2 separate regions of the Ovis aries genome follow, and region 2 is linked to region 1. Evidence: chromatin contacts called from public Hi-C data. All regions are on one chromosome and are shown on one strand. Each heading gives the region's core, a stretch centred on a gene start, on an enhancer-like site or on the middle of the called end of the contact. The rest is flanking DNA. Distances are from core to core; before and after follow the strand shown.

Region 1 (3,000 bases), core at 369-2,868:
CCATGCTATGGACATCCACAATAATGCCATAGGAAGCTGTGGTCACTTTTTACTCAGGCCGTCCTGGCCCACTGTGAGTTGAATGTGGTCAGTAACTTCCCACTCCCAGTCCTTAACTGCAGAAATTCAGCGCTGGAAGTCAGTGTTATAGCTCCAGGTAGTGGGTGGGACTGCATCCATGTGGGGCTGGAAATTAATTGCACAGTTAACTCTCACGCCAGTCCTACCACCTCCCGTTGTTACGGATGCCTTCCCCTCTTCACAGGACCCTTCCTGGGTGGATGGGGGAATTGTGTGTGGCCCTGACTCTTAACAAGTGCATCTCATGACACCCTTCAGGGCGTCACCAGGGGGCGAGCCTCGTCTATCCAATTAACAGCAAGCTCAGACATGTGCTGCCTTAGTACACAGTGCAGCTGTCCCTTGTAGGACTTCCTGCAGAGATTTATGTCAGTGAGTCTCCCAGTATGGTTCACATCTCAGAGATTTCTTGTTCTTCCCCTTACAGTTCTCAGGTGAGTGTCACCCAAACTCCTCGTTTCCTCTCTCTTGACTTTCCTGTGGCTGTTCCTACCCAGAATGTTGTCTGAAGTTCCTGAGACCCCAGCAAGTCATCACATTACACTCAGATTCACAAAAAAGAAGCAGATGGGGTGAAGGCTGGATTGTGTCTGCTGAATGGCCCCTTGGGAAGTTATGGTGGTAGGATTTGTGGTTATTGAGAAAAAAAAATCTCATTTCTTTCAATAAAGAAATCACAACCTTCTCCCTTAGCAGGGCTAGTGTTTGTATAAGACTTGCATGTCCTCCCAACTTCCTGACAGTTTCCAGGGCACCATCCTACATCCTGGCCTTCTTCAGCCTCACCCTTTGGGGAGCCCTGTAGGAGGGTCCTGCTGGTGACCCAGGAAGCACGCACAGGCTGGTTTCTGCAGGACTATCCTTTTCATTACTGCTGCCGACTCCCACCTGAGGGACAACTCCTTTCAGGATGACAGTCAGCTCCCTGAAGGTGGCCATGACCAGTAAAGGCTAATATGTCGTCTCCTCTGTGTTTGTTGTCTGCTGGGGTGGGTTCCAGGAGCATCTGAGCCTCCGTGTCTTTGGGGAAGCCTCTCCTTCCTCCCAGCGTCCATTTTCTTTCCTTACTTGGAGTTATGGGTGTGATAAATGTGGATGGTGAGGCGATGTCCAGGGCACTGACCCCGGCTCCTTCTGTCCCTGTCCTTTTTAGCCCCACCCTGGTGGTCCACCCCTGTTACTGGATGGTATCCTCCGTGCACAGCTGCTCTGAGGTCCAGCCTCAGGTCCTTTCTTTAGTCTCCTGAGGGGTCAGCTCCCTCCTCCTCTCCACTGTCACCCTAATACAAACTGCAATTATTCCTTTCCATCATTGTGATTTATAGATCTCCCTGCTTGCGAGAGTTAGAACTCCGGTTAATGCTTGCCAAGATTCAGATCAGTCTCTTCTCAGTGTCTGATTGGTCAGGATTCTGGGTGTGGTGCTGGGTTGGCAAGGGCTTAGCACAGAAGGGAGAAGCCAATGGAGCCGGGCAACCAGGGCTGGGGGCAGGGCATCTTCACAGAGTAAAAGGGGAACAACTGTTAGAGCAGCTTTGTATGAGTCCTTCCAAGACCCGTCCCAGCATCTGGGAGAAGTCTCACCATTGCCTGTGCCCCCTCATTCCCTTCCAGTTTCCTCATAGTGCCTCAGACACCCCCACTGCTCTTCTGAACAATTTCTGGTCCAGGGAACCAGGTGAGACCTTATTCTCTTTTGCCTTCTCTTTCTAATCCTAGAGAAGCTGAGGGTACTTAGCCTTTTAGGAGGGAATTCTGTGAGCAGAGCCAGAGGAGGAAACCAGGTCAGAGTCTCAGCCATTTGCCCAAGGTCACACAGCTAGTTGGCAGACAAACTGGGTATTGAAGCCATGTGTTTCATGAATCTAAGTATATCCCTTCAAAAAATATTCTTTAGATCTGGGAAACTCAGGTAACAGACTTGAAAGGGACAACGAGAAGAAGATAGTCATGAGCCATGGAACCATGCCATGTGCAGGTTCCAATGTGTGGGTGTGGGGGTGGGGAGGGGAGAGGAGGGCAGAGGCAAACAGGAAGGAGTGAGAGGACAGGACAGAGGTCATTGGGAAACCTATTGTCATCCCTAAGAGACTGTGTCGTAATTACATTGACGTCTATTAGAAATGGGTTAAATGTACCAAAAAGCACACATTGGGGTTAGAGTCAGTCATACTCACTGAAGAAGGTGAGCAGAACAATCTTGAGAACTCCAAGCGAGAGAGCTTGGACCCTGGTTTGCCAACAATAATCCTGTGTGTTCTTAATTTCTCCTGTCTGATCACTAGCCAGACTCTATTTCACCCCAGGCGTGTGTGCCTGTCCCGTAAAAGGCCATGTGGCTGTACCTGGCGGTCCTCGTGGTCCTGTACTACCTCCTGCGCTGGTACCGGGAGAGGCAGATGGTGAGCCACCTCCAGGACAAGTTCGTCTTCATCACGGGCTGTGACTCCGGCTTCGGGAACCTGCTGGCCAGGCAGCTGGACCTGAGAGGCTTGAGGGTCCTGGCTGCGTGTCTGACAGAGCAGGGGGCTGAACAGCTGATGAACCAGACATCAGACAGGCTGCAGACGGTGATTCTGGACGTCACCAAGACAGATAGCGTTGCTGCGGCAACCAAGTGGGTGAAGGAGCATGTGGGGGACAGAGGTACCAACCAGATTTCTTGTTTGTTTATTTCTTCTCTCTGCGTGTGGGGACACTGGTTGTCAGCTCCCTGGGGAACATTCCAAGCTGTTTCTATGACTTGAAGTCCCACCTGCCTTCTTCACCTCACGGAGCTGACCAGCCAAACCTCTGCCACCCCATACCCCCACCTCCTGACCTAGCTTCTATAGTTTGGGGGAGAGATTTCCCTGATGAGACTGTGTCCTTGCAGACTACCTGTCTTGTGTCCCCTCCTGTCTCAGCGAAAGTCTGGCT
Region 2 (3,147 bases), core at 153-2,652, 160 kb after region 1:
AATACTGTGACACAAAAGAACACATACTACATGATTCCATCTACACAAAGTTTTAAAATACAAAACTAATCTATGTTGGCACTTCCTTGACTGTGCAGTGGCTAAAATTCCACACTCCCAGTGCAGGGGGCCAAGGGTCAATCCTTGGTCAAGAAACTAGATCCCGATGCCACAACTAAGACCTGAAGCAACCAAATAAATAAAACTAAATATTTTTAAAGCTATTTTAAAAAATTTAAATTAATCTATGTTGATATTAATACAAATCATATTACTGGTTACTTTGGGGGAGGAGGTAGGGTTCATCGAATGAGAACGGTATTAATGGATTATCTACGGTGCTCATAATGTTCTATTACTTGACCTGTGTGGCTGTAAGAGAAATGCAAATTTTGTGAAAATTCATTGAACTGTCACCTGTGTGTTTTCCACTCAAATTAGAAAAATTAAAATACCACCTTGAGGCTGGTGCACTGGGATGACCCAGAGGGATGGTACGGGGAGGGAGGTGGGAGGGGGGTGTTCAGGATGGGGAACACGTGTATACCCATGGCGGATTCATGTTGATGTATGGCAAAACCAATACAATATTGTAAAGTAAAAAAATAAATAAATAAAATAAAGGCTGAATAATAATTTAAAAAAATACCACCTTGATTAAAAAGAGAAGAAAAGAAACAGCCTGAAGAAAATCACTTCTGCATTTGTCATAAAATTCTTATCAAGAACCCTGTGCATTTATACACTGTGTAAGATCCCATATGATAAATCCTGTCATGCATTTAGTACCAGGAAAGACTTTGTCTTTTCTAAGTAAATAGTATACTATTGATTCTTTTTAAATTATCTAATTTTTCCATATTATCTTAGTGGTTTAAGGCCAAATTTAATGTTCAGTCATAGTAATTCTATTAGTCCTCATAAATAGCATTTTTTTCTTCTCTCTTCTCTTTCAACACGTGGATTTTCTTTCTCTTTTTATGTTTCATTTGCATTTTAATAACTTCTTTTGTGTATGTGTCTTTTACTATAGATTACCTCAAACTCTTTTTGAAGATGCTACATTTGTCCAAAAATAAAATCTAACAGATTTGCCAACCTTAGTCTCATCCCAAAAGCTGACTCAATCCCTCTGCCAAGTGGGAAAAAAATTGGTAAATACTCCAGTAGTTGATGCCATGTACTGGCATATATATATACACATATATCTATGTAAAATATGATAAAATGTATCTATACACATATACATAAATCACACTTCATTCATTTCATATCAGTATATGAGACTCCACAAAGAGAAAGGACAAATGTTACCTGAGGAATTTTTATTTGTGAATATATATCACATTTCACCTACCTTTGGAATTTTACTTCTTCTCTGTTCTCTGCAGGATTAGAAATGTAACAAGAGAGAAGGAATCATGGGACTATTAAAACCTTGTTTACTGGTCACATGGGTTAAAAAAGAGAAAGAAAAAAAATTTCACCACTCCCACTGCAAAGAGCTTGCTCATAGTAGGAAATGGGGGTAGGGTTAGGGCAGGACAGAACTAGATCATAGAGCTTCAGCAACACAACTCTCAGGGCTTAATTACATAAAGCTGCTTTTGCTTATCCCAAAGTTCACGAACTTACTCCACAGCTCCCAGCATTAACTAAAAAAGAGCTGGTTTTCCACACTGTCAAGATTCCCAGTTTACAGAGCATATCCAAGGGGTCTTATGTGTAAGGATAAAATCACTGTCAACTTCTAAACAATATTTAAACTGCAAAAGAATACAGATCAAAAAAGCAGAGAAAATCATCAGTTCAGTTCAGTTCAGTCACTCAGTTGTGTCCTACTCTTTGTGACCCCATGGACTGCAGCATGCCAGGCTTCCCTATCCATCACCAACTCCCAGAGCTTGCTCAAACTCATGCCCATTGAGTCGGTGATGCCATCCAACCATCTCATCCTCTGTTGTCCCCTTTTCTTCCCGCCTTCAACCTTTCCCAACACTAGAGTCTTTTCCAATGAGTCCGTTCTTCACATCAGGTAGCCAAAGTGTTGGAGTTTCAGCTTCAGCATCAGAGAAAGCCATGGTGATGAATTTTCTTTCAGAAATCAAAGTTGAAGGGTCTTTTAAGAAAATTATAGACCACAATCAAGATCTTTCTCCAAACAGGTTTTATTTCCAACCCCAAACACACACACACACTCTCACACCATTTGTTCAGGAAGAGTTTTCAGAGGACTTCATGAACCCCACTGAGCAAGGTCCCTTTCATTTCCTGCACGCTGCCCATCCCAACCTTCTGCACCTGTTTCACAACACCACTCTCTTGTGGTCAGAGTTCAGGGTGCTTCGCTAGCTTGTGCCTACAGTTCTCAACAGTGCCAGCCTTGTTCAGCTGCAAAATCAGACCTGTTACAGTCAAAATTAAAAACAGAAAGCTCCCATTCTCTAAGTTGGAGCCTCTGCTGGAGTCAGGGAATGGGGAAGCAGAGCCTGCTCTTAGACTGCCCACCTGAGATCAGTTTCCGTGAACTGGGGCTCTGGGCCTTAAGGCTGTCAGACACGTTTACAAAAGACCTGCCACTGCTTTATGATCTAATACATTCTAGCAAATCAGTCAAACCCAAGGAGGGAGTCGTGGGAACCTTCAATTTAAAGCCAGTCCGTCAGAAGCACAGGTAACAACCTGGGCTTGCGATTGACATCTGAGGTTGGGGGGAGTCTTCTGGGGGGCAGGCTTGAATCTATGGATTCTGACACTACCTCTGGGTGCATGCATGTTCAGTCACTTCTTTGCAATGCTGTGGACTGTAGCCCACCAGGCTCTTCTGTCCATGGGATTCTCCAGGCAAGAATACTGGAGTGGTTGCCATGCCCTCCTCCAGGGCATCTTCCCGACCAAGGGATCAAACTCGTCTCCTGAAACTGGGTAGATAGTATCAGGGCTGAGTTGAATTGTAATACACACAGCTGGTATCCAAAGAACTGGTTTAGAGGTATGGGTAAACCCATCCCTCCCTCACATTGGAATTGTTATAAAATCCTTCAGCACCCTTTCACAACTCTCTCCTTTCTTGGCTCCTATGAAATCACCATCTCCTAGCTCTCCTGCTTCTATTTCTATTTGTTCTCCTTGTCCTTCGCTGGCTTC

Evidence for each region. A called contact is a pair of places that touch in the nucleus more often than the background predicts.
Region 2: a Hi-C map of tail adipose tissue shows a contact between it and region 1, with 2.6 times the contacts expected there. The contact joins the promoter of LOC101105400 here to the promoter of LOC101104222 in region 1. A contact is called at or near these places in 2 of 16 Hi-C or Micro-C datasets (hypothalamus and tail adipose tissue).

What each region holds. Positions count from the first base shown.
Region 1 is chr3:162,748,504-162,751,503 of ARS-UI_Ramb_v3.0, forward strand. LOC101104222 (retinol dehydrogenase 16-like) reads left to right here and starts at 1,619. Exons shown (of 5, transcript XM_042247051.2): 1 at 1,619-1,759; 2 at 2,371-2,727. The coding sequence starts at 2,415.
Region 2 is chr3:162,905,344-162,908,490 of ARS-UI_Ramb_v3.0, forward strand. It overlaps LOC101105400 (17-beta-hydroxysteroid dehydrogenase type 6), which reads right to left and starts at 1,403. Exons shown (of 6, transcript XM_060412924.1): 1 at 1,358-1,403.